Regions from separate parts of the Mus musculus genome. Here region 1 is linked to region 2. Evidence: chromatin contacts called from public HiChIP or PLAC-seq data. All regions are on one chromosome and are shown on one strand. Each heading gives the region's core, a stretch centred on a gene start, on an enhancer-like site or on the middle of the called end of the contact. The rest is flanking DNA. Distances are from core to core; before and after follow the strand shown.

The links. HiChIP or PLAC-seq counts read pairs in DNA pulled down with a chosen protein or histone mark.
Region 1: an H3K27ac HiChIP or PLAC-seq map of embryonic stem cells shows a contact between it and region 2, with 2.3 times the contacts expected there. The contact joins the promoter of Tcl1 here to the promoter of Ak7 in region 2. A contact is called at or near these places in 1 of 39 promoter capture datasets (hippocampal neurons) and 3 of 115 datasets of contacts at active chromatin or transcription factors (all in embryonic stem cells).

What each region holds. Positions count from the first base shown.
Region 1 is chr12:105,221,343-105,226,759 of GRCm38.p6, reverse strand. It overlaps Tcl1 (T cell lymphoma breakpoint 1), which reads left to right and starts at 4,023. Exons shown (of 4, transcript NM_009337.3): 1 at 4,023-4,227. The coding sequence starts at 4,108.
Region 2 is chr12:105,704,460-105,710,254 of GRCm38.p6, reverse strand. Ak7 (adenylate kinase 7) reads right to left here and starts at 4,273. Exons shown (of 18, transcript NM_030187.1): 1 at 3,989-4,273; 2 at 1-110. The coding sequence starts at 4,090.

The sequences.
Region 1 (5,417 bases), core at 2,774-5,273, 480 kb after region 2:
TTATTCCAACTTCCCCATTCTAGGATCTGCATTTTAACAAGATCCCTACATGCACCATAGGATGGTCCCTCACTAAAACTTCCAGAGAACTCTTTAAATTTAAGTAGACAGTAGCTTAGCAGTGGCACGATTTAGCCTGCCTCTGTCCGTTACTGTAGAGATCTCATCTCAAGCCCTATGATAAAACAGCTATACCCTAGTCAGGCGTGGTGGCGCACGCCTTTGATCCCAGCACTTGGGAGGCAAAGGCAGGTGAATTTCTGAGTTCAAGAGCAGCCTGGTCTACAGAGTGAGTTCCAGGACAGCAAGTGCTACACAGAGAAACCTTGTCTCAAAAAAACCAAACCAAACCAAAAACAGTTATACCCTGAGCTCACGTAATCAGTAGTTTTTATTCTCTTACCCTACTCCGGGCACAAGCATGGATCCTGGACACTCTCACATGGGGGCTTCTGTGTTTTATACACGGGCGAGATCTCAGACCTTTATAGTTCTAAGATTATTTGTGTTTTGGTTTCCTGCCCATAAAAGATCGGAAGCAGCAGCTCTAAAGGAAAAGAAGTAAAATATGGGGCCGGAACGGGTTCTACAATAAGATACGACTGCTGAAAGAGGAGCTGTGACACTTTCATGGTTATTTAGTTTTATAAATCTATACACACCTCAAAAACTATGGCTCAGCTCCTAGAGTACTCATCGAATCAGCCCAAGTGTCCTTTAAACAAGTAGAAAGACAGACAGACTGAAGATTCTGTTCAAACCTCAAGATTCTGAGCGGCTTGGTATAGAACAGTGTTTCTCAACCTGTGTGCGTCCTCTTGGGTCAATTTGTAACCAGGAAAATACATCCTAAATATCAAATATCTACGTTATGATTCATTGAAGTAGCAACATTGTAGCTATAAAAATAGAAACCTGCCAGGCGGTGGTGGCATACACCTTTAATCCCAGCACTTGGGAGGCTGAGGCAGGCAGATTTCTGAGTTCGAGGCCAGCCTGGTCTACAGAGTTCCAGGACAGCCAGGGCTATACAGAGAAACTGTACAAACAAAAACCAAAATCAAACAAACAAACAAAAATAAATAAAAATAGAAACGAAACTAATTTTATGGTTGGGGTAGCCACATGAGGAAACGGTCTCAGCGTTAGGAAGGTTGCGAATCACTGACCTGGGACCTTTACAGCCAGAGGCATCACTAGCGAAGTTTGGTTAGAGCAGCCTTGGTTACCAGGACTTTCCTCTAAGAACAAACGCTTTGTGGATTAGATGTGAGTTGGACCTAAAACAGAGAACTAAACCTGTGCTTAACTCCTGTGTCACAAGGAAATGCAGAAATCTTGGTGCGGTACTAAAGGTGTCATCTCCCTTCTGAAACACCCCCATCCACTACCGCAGCCCACCCTTGACCCTCCTCATCATGCCCAGGTCCTCCTTTTGGCCACTAATTGGAGCCCAAACAAGGAAGATGGTTTCCTTATTCCTGTCTAGAGCGTTCCACATAACGCTCGGTGCAAAAACTTCCATGCTAAAAACTACAGGCTTTCCTGAGGGGATAGCATGGGTTTCCGCCTCTCGACCACGCCCCTTTCCCGTGAAAGGACTTTATTGACAGATCAGAGGAGGAGGAGGAGTTTCCTCTACTCATTCATCTCAGCTGAGGCCAAGCTGATGAAGGACTGACCAAGTTCACAGGTGATAGCAGCGGTCAAGGGGAATGCAGACCTGAGGCAGGATGCAAAGGCCATGTTCAGGGGCCTTGCGGGATGACAGCTTTGTGAATTACAGGTGCTTAACACGTGGGAACTCAAGGACTAGAAAAAGGAAGATTCAAAAGGGAACGGAAAATTCTAAAACTCTGGCTGACTGCAGAGCCTTGAGATAGCTAGATAATTAGCCTGGAGGCTCCTACTGCTTGAGACCACACAATAGCTTTTGTTCCTCGGCCCGCCCCGCCCCCCCCCCTTTGTGGAATTTACATTTTAAAAGTATCAGCGTGGACACCAGACACACACACCCCTGTTCCATTCTTCTGGAACCTTTCTGAATGAAACACCACCTCTCAAGAATGGAGTCTACCCTTGCTCCGAATCAAAAGGCCCTGAGTGCAAACTTACAGAACTATTTTCAGAGTGAGGGGAGAGGGGACCGGAACCCTAGAACCCTCGCCTAGGAAATGGATGCTGCTTTTCCCAACACCACATAGGAAAGCTGAGAGTGTAGGAAGGAAATCAACAGACTTTGTGACATTCTGGCTACTGGCCTGTGCCTGAATTGGACCACCCTGGCTCCTGGAGAACTCTTCCCCTTGCCACAAAAGCTGTGCCCACCAGTACAATTTAAACTGGACTTGGCCAGTGAAAGGCTTGGTGAGTGTAAGTGTCTGCCACCAAGCCAAGGACAACCTGAGTTCAATCCCGGGGTGGGAGAGGATGACTGTCTCCAAGGTGTTGTTCTCTGACCCCAACATGGCCTACACCCCACCCCACCCCCAAATACAAACACAACATAATGAATTCAAAATAAGTAATTATCCCAGCACTTGGGAGGCAGAGGCAGGTGGATTTCTGAGTTCGAGGCCAACCTGGTCTACAGAGTGAGTTCCAGGACAGCCAGGGCTATACAGAGAAACCTTGTCTCCAAATAATAATAATAATAATTATTATTATTATTATTATTATTATCATCTTATTGCTAAGGCTGTGCTCACCCAGAACCTCCACACCAAGCTTATTCCAAAAGTCTTCATTTCTCTGCAGCTCTCTGGGTCTGGCGACAAAGAGCCTATCTACAGGGAAATCAGCCTGAAAGCCTCCAGTCTGAATACTGAAGGCCAAGGTCCCTCAGAGCTGTGCTTGCTGGGTTTCAGTCTTTTCTTTGGTGTTTTTTGGTTTGGTTTGGTTTGGTTTTTCAAGACAGGGTTTCTCTGTGTAGGCCTGGCTGTCCTGGAACTCACTTTGTAGACCAGGCTGGCCTTGAACTCAGAAATCTGCCTGCCTCTGCCTCCCAAGTGCTGTGATTAAAGGCATGTGCCACCACGCCTGGCTTTCTTTGTTTTCTTCTCCCCCCCCCCCCCCCCCAATTAATCTGAACACACCTGGCTGGCCTCAGCCCATCTTGGCACATCTGGCAGATTTGACCAGATGTCCACACCTGATCATTCACTGACCTCCCAAAGACCACCAACGGCTTCCTCCACTGGTCCTCAGTGAGAGGGTGAGAGGGAACGGGCGGGTGAGGCCCAGAACCGCGAGCTGCAGGGCTGTTTGAAGCAACCCGCCTGGAGCTGGGTTTTACATGTTTTCCATTAATTTCTTAATTGCCTTAATGGACACGAGTTACTGTAAAATAAAGAGAGGTTGTTTTTCCTTATTTGTTTACAATGAGACAGTTTTGATTGAGCAACTCAGAGACTTTCCAAACCCATTGATCTTGGGCTGGGAGGGTTTCTTTTTAGGCATGGGTCTGGAATGATGCGTTCACTAAGTCCGAGCACAAAGACAGCAAACCCATGTTTTCAAAAGTAGGTTTCGCAAGGCCACAGCCGCCTCGTCAGAGCCATGGAAAAAGTCATGTGCCAAAGAGGGAGGGGACTGAACTTTGCAAAGGAAACTGGGACACCCAAAAAGGACAGACTGAAGGTGACAGAGAGAACCCGGGAGGAAGATATGTAGATGGACCTCGCAGTGAATGGCCTGCCATCGGGGTGTGGCTTGAGCAGTCACACAAAGTAGCTGACTAGGGGTCTCACCATAAGGGAAGCATAGGGCAGTGTTTCCTGACAGGACCTTTCCTGTGGCCGGGTGTACCTGGAGAAAAACAAGATCTTCTGGGGGCCTTGAAGAACCCTAGGTTTGATGGGGTCAGGTCTGCAAGCCTAGACCTTGCCCCTGTTCCAGAAGTCCACGTTGTTGTCCTGCATACCATCCTTGTGGTTCGCCCCACCCACACTACTCTGCCCCGCCCCGTTCCGCCCTGCCTCGCTCCAGGGGGCACAGGCCCACACCTGGTAGTGATAAATAGACGCGTTTCTCATGCTCACCGTGTAGGAAGCAGTTTTATCACGGACTGGCATTGCAATTTTCTGCTTCTTGCTCTTATCGGATGCCATGGCTACCCAGCGGGCACACAGGGCAGAGACACCTGCACACCCCAACCGCCTGTGGATCTGGGAGAAGCACGTGTACTTGGATGAGTTTCGTCGAAGCTGGCTGCCCGTAGTCATCAAGGTACCAACCGCCATGGGGCTAGCAGGTGGGGCAGCAGGGATATGCCCTGTCTGGGTCTGGGGGATGCTGGTAGCAGGAGACCAGGATACAGAGGGTCCCTTGTGCCTGAAACAGGAGGGCTAGGGAGACCTCAGATGAACGTCGTTTGACTCGGGCCTGTGGGCCTGGAGGAGGGTGGGAGCGCCCCGAGCTCAGTGGACAAGCCCCTCTCCCACGTTGCCTGGTGTGTGTGTGTGTGTGTGAGTGTGTGTGACTATCATTCGGGGTGAAACAAGGCTTTCCTAAACCACAAAATTGGAATATCTTTAAGGTAGCTAGTAGTATCCACTGTCAGTAATACGATTTAACCTCGTTTTGCGTGCGGAAGCCTCGGTATGGGCCTTAATGTTGGTGTTCAAAAGAAATCTCTTCTAGAGGCACCTTCCGGAAAAGTGTTCCACTTGTAAAGCCAAAGAACGCTTTAAAAGCAAACTGCTGAGATTGTGTGTGAAGCGCTAGGACCTGGGAACTGTCTCCACTCCAACCAAGGTGGGGCTTGTGAGCCTCACAGACGCAGATGCAGACATGGGGTGCCGCTAGCAGAGGGTGGAGCTTGCGAGCCTCGCGGACTCGGGGCACCGCTAGCAAACGATGGAGCCACAATTCTGGGCTCTTGAATTTACACTCTTGTTGTCATTTTACAATGCTAAATTTACATATATCTAGTTGGTTTTTCTTTTCTTTTTTTTTTTTTAACGTTAAGTCAGATGTGTGAAGACAACATGGGTGGATATTTCTTTTAAATATCAGGTTAACGGCAAGCTTTTTCACCCAAACCATGAACCAGAGAATAGCCCAGAGCTGTGATAGGCGCTGTCTGATCAGGAGCCTGGTAGCAAACGGCAGGGCAGGGTTTGTTTCCCATGACTGAGGAAGCCAGGGTTTTAAACATGTGAGCGTTCACTTGTATTAATAAGGAAAAGAGAGTAATTGATAACAGCGGTTCGATTATTGACTCATGGGCTGTGAATGGTGGCGCTTACACACCTGGCACCACCATCTGACTTAACAGATTCACCTGATCTCCTCAGGGACTGTTCTCGCCTTGGGGGTGGGGGGGGAACCACACTCGTGTGAGCTCGTGTGAGTGCTTAGTGTAAGGCCCACACACTGGTCTGCTCTGAGGGCTTGCAGGGTACAGTATGGTAGGA
Region 2 (5,795 bases), core at 3,024-5,523:
ACTTTTGTAGTGGGGGCTTCTGGAGCTACAGCTGACTTTGTCTCGTCCTCCTCCTCCTCCTCCTCTCCAATCTCTTCCAGTGAAGCCCCAGCGACACAGTTAGCTAGGAACTGCAAGAGAGCAGGCACGTCCCCCGTGCTAAGTGGAGTTTTGACCAAGGGAAGCCCGTGCCAGTGGATGATGGTTCTGGGCTCTTGCCTTTACTGTCGACCCCGAAGACTGAGAAAAGCCCTGTGTGTCGTGGTCACAACATGGTTGATGCGATGATGCCCATGACACAGGACAGTGGCCACATACATATGATAGGACATTCAATAGCTGGTGACACAGGTGCAGAGAGTTTCAGCGACTGCTTGCTTTAGCAGTAGGCAGAGCTGGGCTCTGGTGCAAATGTTTGTCTTGTTCAATTGGAACACAGATATACAATATGTATGAGCCCCTGGGGTGATTTAAAATCATTTTGTCTGCTGGGATGGTGGCACATGCCTTTAATCCCAGCACTCAGGAGGCAGAGGAAGGCAGATCCCCGAGGCCAGCCTGGTCTACAGAGTGAGTTCCAGGACAGCCAGGGCTACACAGGGAAACCCTGTCTCAAAAAACAACATAAAAAGAAAAAAAGAAAAAGAGAAAAAAATCAGTTTGCTTATCCTTTAACACCCCACCCCATCTTTCTTTCTTTCTTTCTTTCTTTTTTTCTTTCTTTCTCTTTCTCTCTCTCTCTCTCTCTCTCTCTCTCTCTCTCTCTCTCTGTCTCTCTCTCTTCCTTTCTTTCTTGAAGCAACATCTTATTTTAGGTTGGCCTTGAACTTGCTATATAGCCAAAGATGACCTCAACTCCTAATGCTCCTGCCTCCACCTCCTGACTGCCAGGAACACAGTTACACACCACCATGCCTGTTTTGTGCCTGGTAGGTAGCAAGCACCCTGTTGGCTCTGCAACACCCCAGCTTAAAACTGTCTTGTCTTGTCTTTTCTTCTTCTTTCTCTCTTTCTTTCTTTCTTTTTTAAAGATTTATTCATTTATTTTATGTATATGAGTACACTGTAGCTATACAGATGGTTGTGAGTCTTCATGTGGTTGTTGTTGTTTTTTTTTTTAGACAGGGTTTCTCTGTATAGCCCTGGCTGTCTTGGAACTCACTCTGTAGATCAGGCCGGCCTCAAACTCAGAAATCCTCCTGCCTTTGCCTTCCAAGTGATGGGATTAAAGGCGTGTGCCACCACTGCTCGGCCAAGTGGTTGTTGGGAATTAATTTTAGGACCTCTGCCCACTTCAGTCAGCCCTGCTCACTCCAGTTGGCCCTGATCGCTCCAATCAACTCTGCTCGCTCAGTCCCTGCTCACTCTGGCTCAAAGATTTATTTATTATTATACATAAGTACACTGTAGCTGTCTTCAGACGTGCCAGGAGAGGGCGTCAGATCTCATTATGGGTGGTTTTCTGGGATTTGAACTCAGGACCTTCAGAAGAGCAGTCAGTGCTCTTACCTTCTGAGTCATCTTTAAACCTGTCTAATGGTTACATCTGAATAATGAAAAACCGATGAAATCAATTTTAAAGCTTTATTTTAGTACTGGGGATCAAATGCAGTTCCTTGCATGTGCTGGCCAAGGTCACTACCACAGCCATTAGTTAGCCCTTAAATGTTCTACTTGATCTAATAAACCCAAACACATTATTTATCAGTTTAATATGGAATCAATATAAATTATTATGGTTAGGGTGTGTATTAAACACAGGGCTTCTCACATGCTAGGCAAATGCTCTACCACTGAGATACTTTCAAGCGTCTAAAAATTGATGAGCTATTTACTCCTTACTTTTTTTGTAGACAATTGCTCGCTATGTAGCCCAGGCTAGCCTCAGGTTTTTGTTTTTTGTTTGTTTGTTTGTTTGTTTGTTTAATATATGTAAGTACACTGTTGCTCTCTTAGACACACCAGAAAAGGGCACCAGATCTCATTATAGATGGTTGTGAGCCACCATGTGATTGCTGGGAATTGAACTCAGGACCTTCAGAAGAGCAGTCAGAGCTCTTAACCGCCGAGCCATCTCTCCAGCCCTAGCCTCAGTTTTTGAATGCTGGCACTACGGGATCGCAGCCCTTTCTTATCCAATGCTGCTCTCTAGGATTTGACGTCATTTACTTTTGCTTACAGCGCTTCCCCTTTGGGACCAACCATACAGCCGCGCTCAGAGGACACAAGGGGCCAGTAGCCGCTCTTACTGAAGCATAAAACAGTGCTAAGATTTAGTTACTTATCTTTAAAGACTCAATCTGTAATGCAAAAACCTCTATCTCAGTCCAGTGTCAATTAAAAAAAAAAAAAACAAACCAACAACCCAATCACCATTATGGAACCAGAACAACCAAGATCATAAGAGAACAAAACAACTGGAAAAAGAAAAGAAAGAAGTCGGGCGTGGTGGTGCACACCTTTAATCCCAGCACTTGGGAGGCAGAGCTGGATTTCTGAGTTCAAGTCCAGCCTGGTCTACAAAAGTGACTTCCAGGACAGCCAGAGCTATACAGATAAACCCTGCCTCGAAAAAAAAAAAAAAAACCCAAACAAACAAACAAAAAACAAAAAAACAAAAAACAACCCCCCCAAACAAAACAAAACAAAAAACCCAAAAAAACAAAAACAAAAACAAAAACAAAAACAAAAAGAAAAAAGAAAAAAGAAAGAAAGAGGAAAAACCAACTCTTCATAAAATGCACGCCCAGCTGTGAAGAGAGCTGCCTCTGGTATCTTCACACCGTTCTCTTCTGTATCCTTACACTCAGAGCGTTGCTTGCTCGGATGAAAGCTTTCTGTCCAGTGGAGAACATGAGCTTCCATTCCCACCCCTTTCTGCCTATCCCAGTGCTACAGTTGTAGAGCCGTCCAGCAGGCCACCACCCCTTGATAATCCACGCCAGAATTTAATTATGCCACAACTGGTCATCTGGTGATTTGCTTTAATGAGTCACTAGGGGGTTTGTTTCCACACTCATTTTTAACCATCTTGGGAGGCAGGAAGCCTGAGTTCTAATCCCCTCTGCTACTTAATTAGCAGTGCAGCGAGGGTGAGGGTACCTCATTACCTTTGACTTCCCACAAGCTGGCAGATTCCTCAACCCAACGGATCCAGAGTCCTCAATGGCAGGGCCTCTGCAGGTGTGTGCTAAGATTTATTTTTATTTTATGTGCATGTGTGTGTGTTTGTGAGGGCGTGTGTGTGTGTGTGTGTGTGCCATGTGCATGCAGTGTGCCGCCAGAAGCCAAAAAAGAGGCATCAGATCATCTTGGACTGGAGTTACAGACAATCTGGACTGCCATATGAGTGCTGGGAATTGAACCTGGGTCTCCAGCCCCTAAAACATGACTGTCTTTGGATGAACAATTTAGAATGACAGCTCCTAGGTTCTCTCTTGGGATCATGTGTGTGTGTGTGTGTGTGTGTGTGTGTGTGTGAGTGTGTGTGTGTGTGTTTACGCTAGAGGTAGAATACTACTTGCTCACTTTCTCCATAGATGATGGGGGTCAGACCTCAGGTCCTCACACTTGTGTCTCAAGTAAGGTCTCCTGCTAAGTCATCTCCATAACTTTCCTGGAAGTAAGGAAGCTTAATGGGACCTGGTCAGAAATTGTGCCTAGCACAAAACAGATGCTTAAAAACGCTAGATGGATGTTTCCTGGATGACATAATGGCGGGACTTACGCGTTGTGTGCTCCAGGTCCCGCCCATAATACCTATGATTTGTGCAAGCCCTTTCCTCTCTTGAGCCTCATTTTCACCATAGCCAAAACACCTGCGTTATTAGGAAGGAACATGGGTCAAGCCTGCTTAGGGACAGGTCCTGGAGGCACTGATGTGCTAGGATTGGAATCTTCTTCCCCCGGGGAGGCTCCTAACAGCCAGTGATGCAGGCCTTTGCTGTGGAGATAGATCAGGGACACACACTGAGGGTTGAGGGCCAGTTTGGCTCGGGTCACCGCTCACCTTTCCTATGTTTCCGCTGCTATAGGTGTCCAGATGGTTTATGAATACCCTCTGTATCTTCAGAACTTTTTCGGTGGTCGCAGGAACTTCCTCTTCAGCCATGGTGGAAGCTGTAGTAGTTGCTAAGGTGAAAGAGTCCTGTCGGTTGCTAAGGAGGAGAGGCTGGGCTTTGGAAGGCTGAAAGGGTCAGGCTCCCTGAGGCGAGGCTCGGACTCTCGGAGGGGTGTGGCTTGCTTTTGGGCGGGGCGTGTCCTGTGGTGAGGGCTCTGGATAGGGTGCAGCTCTGGGGGAGGGTCCGTTGGGGGCGTGGCACGGGTCTGGCCGGGGCGTGTCCTAAAGGGCGGGGCTGATCTCCCTGGAGAACTGTCTAACTGCCTTCGGCACATCTCCTGTAGGACGCTCTGCTTGGGTAAACAATTTCTCTACTGTAAAGAAAAGCAGATGTCACGAGTTTTGGGGTCAAGGACCACAGCGTGAGAGCCCACCACCACAGCCTGTACTGCCCAGTAGCTGCTTGGTGCACAGGGTTCTACTGGCTTAGGGGTTTGACTAGTTTGCTTTCTATTGCTGTGAGAGTACCAGACCAAAACTAACAGGTTGTAGACCCATCATCCAGGGAAGCCAGGGCAGAAGGCATGAACCTGGCTGGAGGCAGGAACGGAAGCAAAGACCTTGGAGGAACGTGGCTTACGGGCTTGCTCGGTCTGCTTTCTTAAGAGAACTCAGGATCAAGGGCAGGATGCTCACGGTGATCTGGGTCTTCTATCAATGAAGAAAATGCCCCATACACATGCCTGTAAGCCATTCTTATGGAGGCATCTTCTCAATTGAGATTTTTCTTCCCAGATTGTCTTTCCTAAGCATTTTCAGATGCCCCCTCCCCCCTTACCACCCTGCCTGGGGATTTGGTGGAGGTGCCTGGAGGGACTTTGTGACCAGGAATTCACACACAATCATGAAGTTTACACTCAGACCGTTTAAGCTCTGGGTCTTCTTTACAAATGAGAATACTCGTGCAGTTGCTGAAATAAACCACCTCTTGCTCGGAGGGTGAAGGAGGTGCCATCAAGCCTTACAACGTGAGTTCCATCCCTCTGTCCCAAAGAGACCGGGCTCCAGCAAGCTGTCCTCTACACATGTGCCCTGGCACACACACCCCTCTTCCACAAATACATTAATGCAATAAACAATGTGTATTTTGTTTTCATCAAAAGTTGTGGTGTGTTATGAAACAACCGGCTTGTTTTGTTGGAAGGGTCCGACTGCACTGAAATAGTTTTAAACACTAACTTGTTAAATCTAAATACATGAACGTATTTTATGCAAATATGCATGCATATATAGAAATTAAATATTTATTTTTATGTGTACGTGTGTTTGCCTGCATGAATGTCTCTGTGTCACATGTTTTCCTGGTGGCATCCAAGACCAAAAGAGACGTTGGATCCCTGGAACTGGAATAACAGAGAGCTATGAGGCACCACTCTCAGGTCTTCTGCAAGAGCAGCCAGTGCTCTTGACTGCTGAGCCATTGTGTGCCTATTGGTTATATTGATTATATTGATTATATTATAGCAACTGCTGTATCATTCCATTAGTTCTTTCCTGTGCATGCATGTTACTACCAACTGTGTGTGGTGCCTTTTATTAAGTACTGCAAAGTCCTAGAAGACCATTCTGCCCCAGTGGCTACTCAAGTTTTTTCATCAGTGCAAGCCTCAGCAATGCTATACCTAATATACCAGGGTGGTGGCAGGGGGAGCTTAGAGGGAGAGTTCCGAAGTCAATGTGGCCCATTCCCAAACTA